2 separate regions of the Callithrix jacchus genome follow, and region 2 is linked to region 1. A link is a contact called in public Hi-C data. All regions are on one chromosome and are shown on one strand. The core of a region is the stretch at or near the end of the contact, and the rest is flanking DNA. Distances in the headings are between cores, read along the strand shown. Region 1 holds the start of LOC144577844. Region 2 overlaps ERC1 (ELKS/RAB6-interacting/CAST family member 1).

Region 1 (6,517 bases), core at 1,088-3,587:
GTTTTCTAAAATCTCTGAAGTTTCTGTTTATCTCCCCGACACTCCACATAGAAGAATTCTTTTTCTTTTTCTTCTGGTGCTGTGACTTGGATGAGACTTCTCTTAAATATCTAATAATTCTTAGTTGTCTGTTCATATATAAGATGAGGCAGTTGGAATGCTGATGAGGAGTCTTGTGACCTTGGGAGATGTCTTAGTCTATTTTATGTTGCTATAAAGGTATGCCCGTGGCTGGGTAATTTATAAAGAAAACGTGTTTATTTAGCTCATGATTCTGCAGGCTGTACAAGAAGCAAGACAGAGGCATCTGCTCAGTTCTGGTGAGGGCTTTTGTGCTGCATCAAAACATGGTGGAGGAGATCAAGGGAAAGTGTCTGTGCACATGCAAAGAGAGATCAAACCCGAGGTGAGTCCTGGTTTTACAACAAACCGAAGGAACAAATCAATTTTCCTGATAATCAATGTAGTTTTGCAAGTGTGAGAACTCACTACTGCAAGAATGACACCAAGTCATTCATGAAGAATCTGCCCCCATGACCCAAACACCTTCTACCAGGCCCCACCTCCCAAGACTATCACACTTGGGATAAAATATCAACATGAGATTTGGTGGAGACAAAAAAAAAAAAAAAAAAAAAAAAAAAAAACATATCCAAACCATAGCAGGAATTTCCTGTCGACCTGCCCAACTTCACTTTCAAGTGAAGTAGGAGTGGGTAGGAAACCAGCTACTGTGCTAGGATAAAGAATGCTTTAGTCTTAGGCCATTCAATACTCAGTTGTCCCAAATCTCCCCAGATTATGAGAATGCTTAATTTTAGCCTGCGACAAATGCCTAGACATTGTTTCTGAGCTATAGGGAGGGTTCTGCTCTTCCTTGTACAGACCTTTATTTACTCTACCTGTTCTCAACCCTGCTTCTCACTCTTGCTCTGTCTTATAGGTATCTCCAAATCGCAGTTTCCCTAAAGCACTTCTGGGCTGATATGTCTCCTTCATTTCTGCAATACCATCTACACCCATTCTACATTATGGTTTTCTCCATTTTATTTTGTCAGACCACACTTACTTTTTTTTCATGTCAATTAAAAAAACTATCTTCTGATGGCCCCCTCCTGATTTTCTATCTTGTATCATTTTCATTTATCATCATTTAATTGGTTTTCAGGAAGAAGAGGCAGTAAATATATGTGCTCAGTTAGCTAGCTTTAATCAAAAATCCTAAATGTAGGTTTTAAAAAAGATATCTGGAGCAGGGTGGGAAATTATATTTTTTGCCAGTGTGGTGGCAAAAAATAAAAATCTGAATCGGTGTTAGGACAGTATTTCTGTGTTTACCTTAGTGCTTAGTAACGTGACTCTCCAGATCCACATATTAAGGACACCATGTATTTCAGACACCTACTTCAAACCTCACTTTACAGTTAAGTAAGACCAGAATTAGAATGATTTGCCCGAGGCCACACAAGTAGACAGTGGGATATTGAGAACAGAAAGATCTATTGACTCCTAGTTAACTTTTCTCTTACCTTACCACACTGTTAGGGAGTAACAAGATGGGGGGACCGCGAGTCAGATGAGAAAGGTCATGAAAAATAGTTAAAGGATGACTTTTCCTGGGTAATTAGCCGGATGTCCAAGAAATGAAATGCTGGTCTGGCAGCACATCGTCTAACAGTTGGTAGTCATATGCAGGAAGTACTGTAGGGGGAGATGACAGCAGGCCCAGGAACTGCAACGATCCAAGTGAGAGTCGATCCTGGGAGCGAACAATTACAGAGTCCGGGCAGGATGAAACAGTAGAAACTGGTGAGTGAATGAATGTGAACGCTGAGGAGCGACTGGAATTTGTTGGAGGGATTATGAGGCAACATAAAGTGGCTAATTATGGTGGTTGGGGTAAGCAGGAGTAAAATGATGTCGTAACTCCTCTCAAGGACACCAAAAATTATTTTAATAAAACACTGGAAGGCTGGGAATAAATATAATTCACACCGTTCTTTCTTGGTTTAGAGATAGCTTATCTACATTCTTACATTAATGGCTACCCTCTGCATGGCTGCAAAAAAAAAAAAAAAACCACACACACACACACAAAACAAAAAACAAAACCCGCTGCGAGTCTGCACGAGAAAATCGGGTTGCCAGACTCTAGGACTCAGCTGCCCGCCCCCTCGCCTAGCTGTCGGAGGCTAAATAAACAGCTCCCGAAGCAGTGTTTGGCACAGTGCACGGTCGGAGCGTGGACACTAATTTCCGCCCACGCTCCCCACGTCCTGGTCGGGTCACCACAGAACACGACGTCCAGTACTGGGGTCCTCGACGATGCCCGTGTGCGCACTCCCGCACATCTCAGGTCAGATGACCACTAACTTCGTGGCCACGCTCTGCGAAGCTAAGGGGGAAAAAGCTTCCTTGGCACAAAGCGTTAACCCGGTAGCTCGGAATGATCCCAGCACTGCTCCCGCTGCGCTTGCGGCCACGGGCGTGGGTAACGGGCCACGAGAAGGGGGTGGGGCGCCGCTTAGGTTTGGGAAGACAAGACGCTGCTCCTCGGCTTCCAGCGTCCACTTCCTACGGCAAGCAGGAGGAGACAAACAACACCCTGCGCTCGCAGAGCCGGCCCCGGCTCTTCCCTTCCTTGGCCTCAGGGGTCGTGTGTGAGAGTGTGTGTGTGTACGCAAGGACGCTAAGCGCCCATCGTTCTGTTTCGGTACCGATCCACCACCGTGGCGCCGAATCTTCCCCGCTTCCCAGCCCCTCACCGGCGTGCCCCGGAAGGCGCCCGGAGGTCCCCAGGCCGACGCGTCACACTCCCGGGGGGCTGAGAAAAAGCGAGGCAGCGAGGCCAGGAGCCCGGGGAGGCGCGCGGCGTCCCGCGGCGGGGCTGAGGGCGGGACTAGGTGTCTCGCGCAGGGGGCGGGGCACAGTGACGTCGCGGGCGCCCGGGCAGTGCTGTGGCTGTGGCGGCGGCGGTGGTGGTAGTGGTGGCGGCGGCGGCGGCGCCGGGGCGGCAGCGGCAGCAGCAGCGGCAGCCCCGAGGAGGGTGAGACGGCCGCAGCGGCGGCAGTGCGGAAGTCGCGCGGGACCCAGAGCTTCCACCCTGTCGCTAGCGCTGAGGCTTTCGCCTTTCCTACCCGGCTTCTTGCTCACGGCCCGAGCTGGGCTGGGCTGGGCAGGGCAGGGCAGCGCGCCCCCAGGGAGGGGCGGAGCTGTAGGTGAGGCTTCGGGACCCTCTCCCCCTCCTCGCCAGCCCCGAGGGTGAGGAGGGGCCGGCCCCACCCAGACCCGTGGACCACCGGCGCCCACCCGCGGGCTCCACCCAGCCAGGCTCTGGGATTGGGCGGGAGCCGAGGCGGTAGATGTGGGGAGCCCCGGGCGGGAGGTGGGAGGCGGGGAACAGGGGCTCTGGGTACTCTGGGAGCGAGGGGTGGGAGGCTTAGGAGTCGTGAGACTGCGGACGAGGTAGTGGGGAGACGGGTAAATTAGGGAGCCTTGAGGTTAGGGTGCGGTCAGGGTGGATCTGTGGGTTAGGTGAGTGATGTAAAATGAAGATGATTCTTTTCATTTTGATGAAATGGTGAGATAAAAGATGAAGTGTTGTATTTCAAAAGGAAGATGAGCCTTGCATGTTTGCCTTTGAGGCAGTTGGAGAACCTATTGCACTAGATCTCACGTTTCTACTTTAGGGTTCGATTCTTTTTCTTCTGGCGGGGTGGGAGAGGAGGTGGGAGAGGGAAGACAATCCTCTTGCTTTGGCTCAGGTAAATTGTAAGCGTGGATGGATCTGAAAGTTTTACACCCAAGAGGGAGATCTTCGATTTAGACAACTTGGTTCTGGCACCCACCATTTGGGTATAGGTCGCATTACACTTAGCTCCTTCAAGGTGGTGTCTTCCAGTTTTTGTTTGTTTTGTTTTTTTCCCTGTGCCTAAAATATCTCTTTATACTTAGGCTTTATTGACCCTTTCGAGAAGGCCCCAGACTCAGGTGGTTGCTTTGGAAGACACATTTCTGAGTAATAGTTGCAGGTGGTTGTGGATGACTGCTTTGGGTGGATAAAGTGAACAATTTGAACAGTTCTGTTGGAGCTAATTACAGGAAAAATGCTTAAATGTTTTAAAGTACAACCGTCTTAACAGCGTGTTGCTCAGTAGACCTTGACTTTTAGACATTTTGTATTCAATGTTAAATTGTTGGATTTTTTTTTCTTTTTAAATAATTTTGCCATGGAACCTCGTATAGTCTAAACACATAAATCGTTGCATTTTTATTTCTCCTTTGCAGTTATATTAATTGCAGTCTGTATTAAAACACTTTAAAGATGAAATAAACTTTTTTTCGTAGGCCCGTCAATTTCTGAGAACTGTTCTTGGAGTCAAGTACTTTGAAAACATTTGGGGGGCATGTGTCTCACTTCGTGTGGAAATGTTGCTATGAGTAAGCAGCGCCAAGGTTCTCCATATCACTCTTTCACAGCTCAGCACTGTGAATCAGAGGTTTCTTTTCTGGATTCCCGCTCCCTGTTAGATTACAGTATTCACTAGCCCTTCTTATTGGTTAGTGTCAGTTAAGCTATTTCTTCTTCAGAAAACAGGTCCCACGATGACATGTATTATGTAATGGATGGCAGTAGACATAGCTCTCAAAATTCATTTATGCAGGAAGAGAAACTGTCATGAAGTGAGATTTAAGCAGTGACTTTCCCAAGACTTACCCAGGTTATTTGGGAAAATAGCCAGAGAAGTGCTTTCCTGTAACTCAAAAGAGAAATATACAGATGTGAATTTCAGTAGTTGCAGATCATTGCTTTTTCTAAGTGCCTACTTATTGAGAGATTATTGTCTTCCAGCAAATACTTGTACTTGTAGAGAGGTATGGGAAACATGATATAATAGGTATTAAGTGAGAAAGTGTGTGGTCCAATTTACAATTATAAATAAAAGATTTAATTAACTATATTCAGTTAATTCATTTGATAAAGTGAATAGTTTTGACTTTGGATTAGTTAGAAGGAAGACTTAAAATGTCTAGTTTTGGCTTTTAAATTATACATAGATTTAAACAATTGGGACAAATGTGAATGAAGATACTGGGTAAAATTTGTGTGCACTCCTAAAACAACATTTGCATGGCTGTGATTCTTGTTCTTGGAATGAAATCACATAATTTGGGGGAAAGTCTGAGGTAAAAGTAAGCTATTTCATTTACAATTTCTTTTGCCTGAAAATATGCCTACATTTTATTTTTCACAAAATGTTGCTTGCTAGTCATTTCTTGTGATATCCATGTTGAGTCTCCTGAGGTGTTCTTTTTTTTCATTCTTTACCTACTTCATAGATAAGTCTGCCAGTCTGTTAATTCAACATTAATACTGTAAACTTGAAAGTGAAGGTTCTTATAGCAACAGCTGCTCTGTTTTACACTATGGTTACATTTAGAAGTAGTATGAAAGTTGTTAAATGTGCATTTTACACATGTTCTTTTGGAAACATTAATGGAGAAAGATCAAGGAATGAAGTATTTTGGTTAAGAATCAGTACATTGATTATCAGTTTTCAGAGACATAATAAAAACAACTTAGTTTACAGATTATGTGGAATATAATTTTTTTCTTATTTATTTATTTATTTATTTATTTTGAGATGGAGTCTCACTCTGTTGCCCATGCTAGAGTGCAATGGCTCGATCTCAGCTCACTGCAACCTCCGCCTCCTGGATTCAAGTGATTCTCCTGCCTCAGCCTCCCAAGTAGCTGGAATTACAGGCACACGCCATCATACCGGGCTAATTTTTGTATTTTGAGTAGAGACAAGGTTTCACCATGTTGGTCAGGTTGGTCTTGAACTCCTGACCTTGTGACTTGCCTGCCTTGGCCTCCCAAAGTACTGGGATTACAGGCGTGAGCCATTGCGCCTGGCCTCTTATTTATTTTATTTTTATTTTTGTATGGAATATAATTTAAATCTGTTGCCAAGTCTTGCAGTGTATTAGAGTTTGGGTTTTAGAGTCAGAGTGCCTGAGTTCAAATCCTGGCTTTGCCATGGTATAATGTAGGGCAAAATGCTTAGTGTTGTTTATTTCCCAACCTTAACCTGTGCCTTAATTTCTTCATGGCAAAATAAAAGTGATATCAATGGTGTATATGTGCCACATTTTCCCTGTCCAGTCTATCATCGATGGGCATTTGGGTTGGTTCCAGGTCTTTGCTATTGTAAACAGTGCTGCGGTGAACATTAGTGTGCATGTGTCCTTATAGTAGAATGATTTATAATCCTTTGGATATATACCCAGTAATGGGATTGCTGGGTCAAATGGAATTTCTATTTCTAGGTCCTTGGGGAATTGCCACACTGTCTTCCACAATGGTTGAACTAAGTTACACTCCCACCAGCAGTGTAAAAGTGTTCCTATTTCTCCACATCCTCTCCAGCATCTGTTGTCTCCAGATTTTTTTTTTTTGAGATGGAGTTTCCCTCTTGTTAGGCTGGAGTGCAATGGCACGATCTCGGCTCAC
Region 2 (7,043 bases), core at 3,668-6,167, 96 kb after region 1:
GTACAATACTGGAGTTTTCTCTGACTCTGACCTTCTTGATAAACAGTATATTGAATTTTCTGTGATATATTGTATGTAATCATGACCATTTTATGTATCTATAATTTTATTTTCACTAAAAATATCTCTAGACTACATAATTCAGTTATTTTAGGAATGAGAATAAATGGGATCAAAGTGTACTCTCGTTCTAAGAAACTAATGATAGTTTATTTGTTGGAAGTTCTGCCTCAGAAGAGCTTCTGATGTTCATCTAAAATATATGAATAGTAGTTGTGATCTGTCATTGTTTTTGCAGATACATTATTGTTTTAATAAAAGTCATAGTCCCTGTCAGATAGTTAAGAATTTTCATTGCTGTTGTTCACAATATCCCACCATTTCATTGAGATATTGCTTGGTGTAATAATAGTACAGTCCCTGGAGTAAATTTTAGGCAAATACTTGCCCAGCCCTTTAAAATCAAGCTGAGTGTTAGAGTGAGAAATAGACTAGTGGGTGTTGCTATAAAATTTGCAGTGTGTTGGAAACAGACTTCCCAAATAGACATTCTAGTAATATCTTACAACTGAGATGTTTCCTTAAACTCAATGTATATGTTTTTGTTTGATCATTATAGATGTCTGTGATGTGTGAATATGCCCATTTTATCCTCTGTGTGAATATGCTGGAGAAAGAGTAGCCTGGCTTATAGTCTGCTTTTTTATTTCTTCTTCTGAAGGAGTTGGCAGGAATTTTTATAAAATAAAGCTAGCCTGATTGTAGCCAAAAGAGGAAATGTTGGTTTATATTTCAGTGGGGAAAATTGCTGTGTAGACTTCTAGGCTACCAGTCAGAGCATTGTTTTATTTTTATACTATAGTAAAATGGGTGCAAGCAGAGGTGAAGAACCAAGGGTGCAAGCAGAGGTGAAGAACCAAACACATTAGTAGTTTTCTTTCTTTACCAAAATAGTAATTGCCATGCTACATTTAGCCATATGTGCCAAAGCGTATGTGAAACTATTAGCTCTAGCCATATTTCTCCTGACTTGAATGAATCGATGATGAGTGTTGAAAAAAGAAGGAGGCCGGGCATGGTGGCTCAAGCCTGTAATCCCAGCACTTTGGGAGGCTGAGGCGGGTGGATCACGAGGTCAAGAGATCAAGACCATCCTGGTCAACATGGTGACACCCCGTCTCTACTAAAAATACAAAAAATTAGCTGGGCATGGTGGTGCGTGCCTGTAATCCCAGCTACTCGGGAGGCTGAGGCAGGAGAATTGCCTGAACCCAGGAGGCGGAGGTTGCAGTGAGCCGAGATCGCGCCATTGCACTCCAGCCTGGGTAACAAGAGCGAAACTCCGTCTCAAAAAAAAAAAAAAAAAGAAAGAAAAAAGAAGGAACAGTCATACCGAGAAATCAGCTTCCCTGTTGTATTTAACTTCTGGTGTTTCCCTTTGGGATATATTCACCTAGGAGTGTTAGGATTTTTTTGACTTCCAGGGGAAATAATCTAGGCTTCAGATTTTGATGCATCTTTTTATTGAGGGTCTTTTGAACTCCAGCAGCTGTTAATCTTTAAAAGATGATGCTGGTAGTGAAATGCATTTTTAAATTTATATTTGTAAATTTAAATACCTGATTTTTATTTTCGTTGTGATGGAGTCTTGCTCTTTCACCAGGCTGAAGTGCAGTGGTGCGATATCTTGGCCCACAGCAATATATGCCTCCTGGTTTCAAGTGATTCCCCTGCTTCAGCCTCCTGAGTAGCTGGGACTACAGGCATGCACCACCACACACAGCTAATTTTTTGTATTTTAGTAGAGACGAGGTTTCACCATGTTGGCCAGGATGGTCTTGATCTCTTGATGGTCTCGTGATCTGCCCACCTTGGCCTCTCAAAGTGCTGGAACCATACCCGGTCCATGATTTTTTTTAAAAAAGTTTATTCTTTGAAGAAATAGCAGTGCTTTTCAAGAGTTTGACGACTACCAGAATTGAAATTTCACTGCTTGCTAAAAGCATAGTACCCAAACCAGAAATAGTAAAAGAAAATGTCATTGTCTTTGTAATAAAAAACAAAATATTTATTAAAAGTCATCATAAAAATGTTAAAAATAACAGATTTGGAAAAATATTTGTAACATACACAGCAAGTGAAAGATTATTTTCCTGATATGAAGAACTCTTAAAATGGATTAGGAAAAAAATGTTCAATGGCAAAATGGGCAAAGAACAAGAAGAGAGGAGTCACAAAAGTAGATATACAAAGATACATATAGAAATAACTTGTAATATGTATCAAAATGACAATTCTGCATACTTTGTGATCCAGTATTTCCTTCTTTGAGAATTTTTTCCCAAAAAAATATGGGTTCATGTATAAAGATACATATGTGAAGGTGCATCTAGTGAAATAGTGAAAAATGAGAAAATATCTCTCCATAAGTGGAATCATATGAAAGACATCTTCTCTCCAAGTTTTTATTATGGCAAAATACATATAAAATTTATTGTCTTAACCATTTTCAAGTGTGCAGTCTAGTAGTATACTCATGTTGTTGTGAAATCACCACCATCTATCTCCAGAACTCTTTTTCATCTCGACAGATTGAAACTCTATATCCATTAAACAATAACTCCTCATTTCCTCCTCCTCCTGCGTCCTGGCAACCACTGTTCTATTTCATTCTTTATCAATTTGACTGCTCTAATACCTCATGTAAATGGATATGTACAGTGTTTGTCTTTTTGTGATCAACTTATTTCCCTTAGCACAGTGTCTTTAAGGTTCATCCATGTTGTAGCATGTATAAGAATTTCTTTCTTTTTAAGGCTGAAAAACATTGGCAGGTGGTAATGGTTTGGCTATGTCCCTAATCAAATCTCAACTTGAAGTGTATCTCCCAGAATTCCCACATGTTGTAGGAGGGACCTAGCGGGAGGTGGTTGAATCATAGGGGCTGGTCTTTTCCATGCTATTCTCGGAATACTGAATAAGTGTTATGAGATCTGATGGGTTTATCAGGGGTTTCTGCTTTTGCTTCTTCCTTATTTTCTCTTGCTGCTGCCATGTAAGAAGTGCCTTTTGCCCCACACCATGATTCTGAGGCTTCCCCAGGCATGTGCAACTGTAAGTTCAACTAAACCTCTTTTTGTTTCCAGTTTTGGGTATGTCTTTATCAGCAGTGTGAAAACAAATTAATACAGCAGGCACCTTGTTTAATAAAAAAGATTTTTTGAATGGATAATGCAGGTATTTATACCCTCATTTAAAGTATGAGGAACCTGAAACCCAGAAAGATGGTGACATGTCTAAATGTCATAACTAGTCAGTGTGAGAGCCAGAACCAAAACTCACGTTTTTTCATCACAGTTTAGTGTTCTTCCCAGTATGGTACACTCCTAGGCCTTGAATACAAGGAATGATCTTTTATTGTTGTATTGTCCCCTGTATAAAAAGCTTTGCATATTCTAACTAAAAAAAAAAACTTTGCTGTATTATCATCTTTGGATATTACTAGTTTTGATGTCCTCAGTCTGCTCTGTTTTTGTTACTACGGTAGCTCCTGTAGTAGCAAAATTTGGTTTTCTTTTTGTCTTGGTTCTAGTTTCAGTGGGCTGCAAGGATTGCTTTGAATGCCAGCTCTATAACTTACTGTGTGATCTGGGGCAAGTGCTTATACCTCTCTCAGCCTAGTGCCCTTATCTATAAAATTAAGCAATAGTACATGTGTTGGGTTTCTAAAATAGTTAAATTCACAGAATCAAAAAGTGTAATGGTAGTTGCCGGGGATGGGGGGAAATAGAGAATTACTAATCAATGGGCATAAACTTTTGGTTAAGATGAATAAGCTCTAGAGATTTGATGTACAACATTGTACCTGTCGGCAGTGATAATGTATTGTACACTTAAAAGTTGTTAGAGTAGATGTCACATTAAGGGTTTTACTACAGTAAAATAATAAAGGTCATCATGTGTCATCATGAAGATTGAATAACATAAAAATGTGTGGCACAATCTGGCATATACAAACCACTTGTTAAATGTTAATATTTATTATTTAATGTTTATAATACTTAAAAGTCATTTTGTGTTTTTCTATGCTTTGCTATTTTTTCTTTTCGAGACAGAGTCTTGCTTTGTCACCCAGGCTGGAGTGCAGTGGCCTGATCTTGGCTCACTGCAAACTCCACCTCCCAAGTTCAAGCAATTATTCTGCTTCAGCCTCCGGAGTAGTTGGGATTATAGGTGCGTGCTACCATGCCTGACTAATTTTTATATTTTTAGTAGAGATGGGGTTTCACCATGTTGGCCAGGCTGATCTCAAACTCCTGACCTCGAGATCTGATTGCCTTGGCCTCCCAAAGTGCTAGGATTACAGGTATGAGCCACTGCGCCCAACCAATTTTTGTACTTTTAGTAGAAATGGGGTTTTATCAAGTTGACCAGTCTGGTCTTGAACTCCTGGCCTCAGGTGATCTGCCTGCCTCGGCCCCTGAAAGTGCTGGGATTACTGGTGTGAGCCCGCATGCCTGGCCACCCTTTGTATTTTTGGATGAAATTTTTTGAATGAATGTATTCATATTCCTGTAGATTTCCCATTTCCTGCATTCACTCAACTTTAGTTTCTGTGTAATACCTTCTATTAATTTTGAACAGTGTTTTTATTATCATTTATGCAAAGTGAGGAGTGCCATACTGTTTTGCTCTCTGTTGGGAATAAACCCAAGTTAAATTACTGACATTTTGCCTATTATCTCAATCATTTTTTAAGGACCTGTAAAACAGAATAAGGTGAATTCTAATTTGCTAGATGCAGATTTCTTGTAGCTATTTTTGATTCCTGCAGTCTGCTCTGATTTGCTACTTGAGGAGGAAAGCTGATTTGGGGTTTTCTTTTTGTCTTGGTTCTAGCACATGCAGATGACGATCCAGGCTCTTCAGGATGAATTGCGGATCCAGAGGGACCTGAATCAGCTGTTTCAGCAAGATAGTAGCAGTAGGACTGGCGAACCTTGTGTAGCAGAGCTGACGGAGGAGAACTTTCAGAGGCTTCATGCTGAGCATGAGCGGCAGGCCAAAGAGCTATTTCTTCTTCGAAAGACATTGGAGGAAATGGAGCTGCGTATTGAGACTCAAAAGCAGACCCTAAATGCTAGGGATGAATCCATCAAGAAGCTTCTGGAGATGTTGCAGAGCAAAGGACTTTCTGCCAAGGCTACTGAGGAAGACCATGAGAGAACAAGACGACTGGCAGAGGCAGAGATGCACGTTCACCACCTAGAAAGCCTTTTAGAACAGAAGGAAAAAGAGAACAATATGTTGAGAGAGGTATGTGACTACTTTTTTATTTTTATGATTTATTGATTGTCTTTTTTTTTCCTGATTAATCAGCATCTTGGCCCCGATTAATGTACATACTCTGCTCTGCTAGTGGAAGAGAATTTCATCTTTTGTATTTAAGTGCGTCACTGATTTCTATTCTGATTTGCTCTGTTGTATGGGATGACATTGTCTGGTATGTATGCTGGCTTAGTGACTTTCTGGGTCTTTTCTCTCCTGCTCCCCTGATTTCGAGAGTTCTTTTGTTGCTTAGAGGGGTACAGAATTTTCTTCATTTTTCACTCATTTCTAGATTTGTCCATAGAGACAACAAACACAACAAAACCAGAATCAGAGTAGCTATTGCTCAGTTTAAAAATATTAATAAAAGAGTGTAAGCAGTTATCTCAGCTTATGTTTGCTTATAAAAGTCCTTGGCAGCAATAATGGATATTTGCCCTGTGGTTTCCATGGAAACTGTTGCCTTGCTGTAAAAGATACGTGATAAAAAGCATTGGCTGCCATGGAGGCATAGCTGGAAAGAGTGATGTAGAGACACGGTGTTACTTAGAGACACGGTGTTACTTATTTTTAGCTGACCTGGGTGACTAGTGATAATTTTTTATTTTTCTAAATAATGTATCATTTTAAGAAGACATAAAGGAAGAAATCATCTTATATTGAATTAAAAAAATTAATAGCCATGATTTTTCTATATATGGTCAGACTTCAGATAATTTTCACATTTGGGCAGGGGAAAATAAAACCCCAATTTGTGTTAGTATGAGTCTGAATAATTTCTTTTAAATGAAATGTGAAGAAGGAGGTTAAAAAAATGGCATATTCCCAAAGCAGCAAAATAATAATTGAAAAAATACTTTTAAGTTTATAGGTTGTTCTATAATTTTTCCTTTTGTCAAAAGTCTGAAATATTTATTTACAATGAGGGCCATTTTTATTTTTGAAGTAGAGCATAATTGTTTTTTAAAAACATGATTTTATTACACTGGAAATCTATTGTAAAATTAGGAAATAGATTAATAAAAACTTATAATCCAAGGTATTGCTACCTAGTAATAATCGTTAACTTTTGTTATATGTATGCTTCCAGTCATTTTTTTTTTTAATTTTAAATTTTTATTTTTAGAGATAGGGTCTCACTCTGTCACCTAGACTGGAGTACAGTGGCACAATCATGGCTCACTGCAGCCTTGAACTCCTGGACTTAAGCGAGCCTTCTGCCTTAGCCTCCCTGTAGCTAGGTCTACAGGTGCATGCCATGTAGTTTTTAAAATAAAAAAAAAATTTTTGTAGAGACAGTCTCTATGTTTCCTAGGCTGGTATTGAATTCCTGGCCTCAAGCAATCCTCCCACCTTGGCTTCCCAAAGTACTGGGATTACAGGCAGTACGCCCATACCTGGCCCTTTATTATTATTATTATTATTATTATTATTTTTGAGACAGAGTTTTGCTCTGTTCCAGGCTGGAGTGCAGTGGTATAATCTTGGATCACTGTAATCTCCGCCTCCCGGGTTCAAGCGATTCTCTTGTCTCTGCTTCCCAAGTAGCTGGGAATATAGGTGCGTGCCAGCTAACTTTTGTATTTTTAGTAAAGACAGGGTTTCACCATGTTGGCCAGGCTGGTCTCAAACTACTGACCTCAGGTGGTCTGCCTGCTTCTGCCTCCCAGAGTGCTGGGATTACAGGCTTGAGCTACTGTGCCCAGCCCCATTTT

What was found. Hi-C and Micro-C count contacts between places; a contact is called where the count stands out from the background.
Region 2: a contact with region 1 is called in a Hi-C map of induced pluripotent stem cells, with 1.9 times the contacts expected there. The contact joins the enhancer-like site here to the promoter of LOC144577844 in region 1. A contact is called at or near these places in 2 of 3 Hi-C or Micro-C datasets (induced pluripotent stem cells and skeletal muscle).

Annotation. Positions count from the first base shown.
Region 1 is chr9:14,162,713-14,169,229 of calJac240_pri, forward strand. It overlaps LOC144577844, which reads left to right and starts at 2,338. Exons shown (of 3, transcript XR_013522508.1): 1 at 2,338-3,218. LOC144577845 reads left to right here. Exons shown (of 3, transcript XM_078338400.1): 2 at 281-406; 3 at 944-1,107. The coding sequence ends at 985.
Region 2 is chr9:14,255,769-14,262,811 of calJac240_pri, forward strand. It overlaps ERC1 (ELKS/RAB6-interacting/CAST family member 1), which reads left to right. Exons shown (of 17, transcript XR_013522502.1): 2 at 4,900-5,316. Among named protein-coding and RNA genes, the nearest start is that of ERC1, 59 kb to the left of the region's middle. Within about 2 kb of position 4,918, at least 2 of the 16 cell types and tissues checked have an H3K27ac peak or open chromatin away from gene starts, as enhancers often do.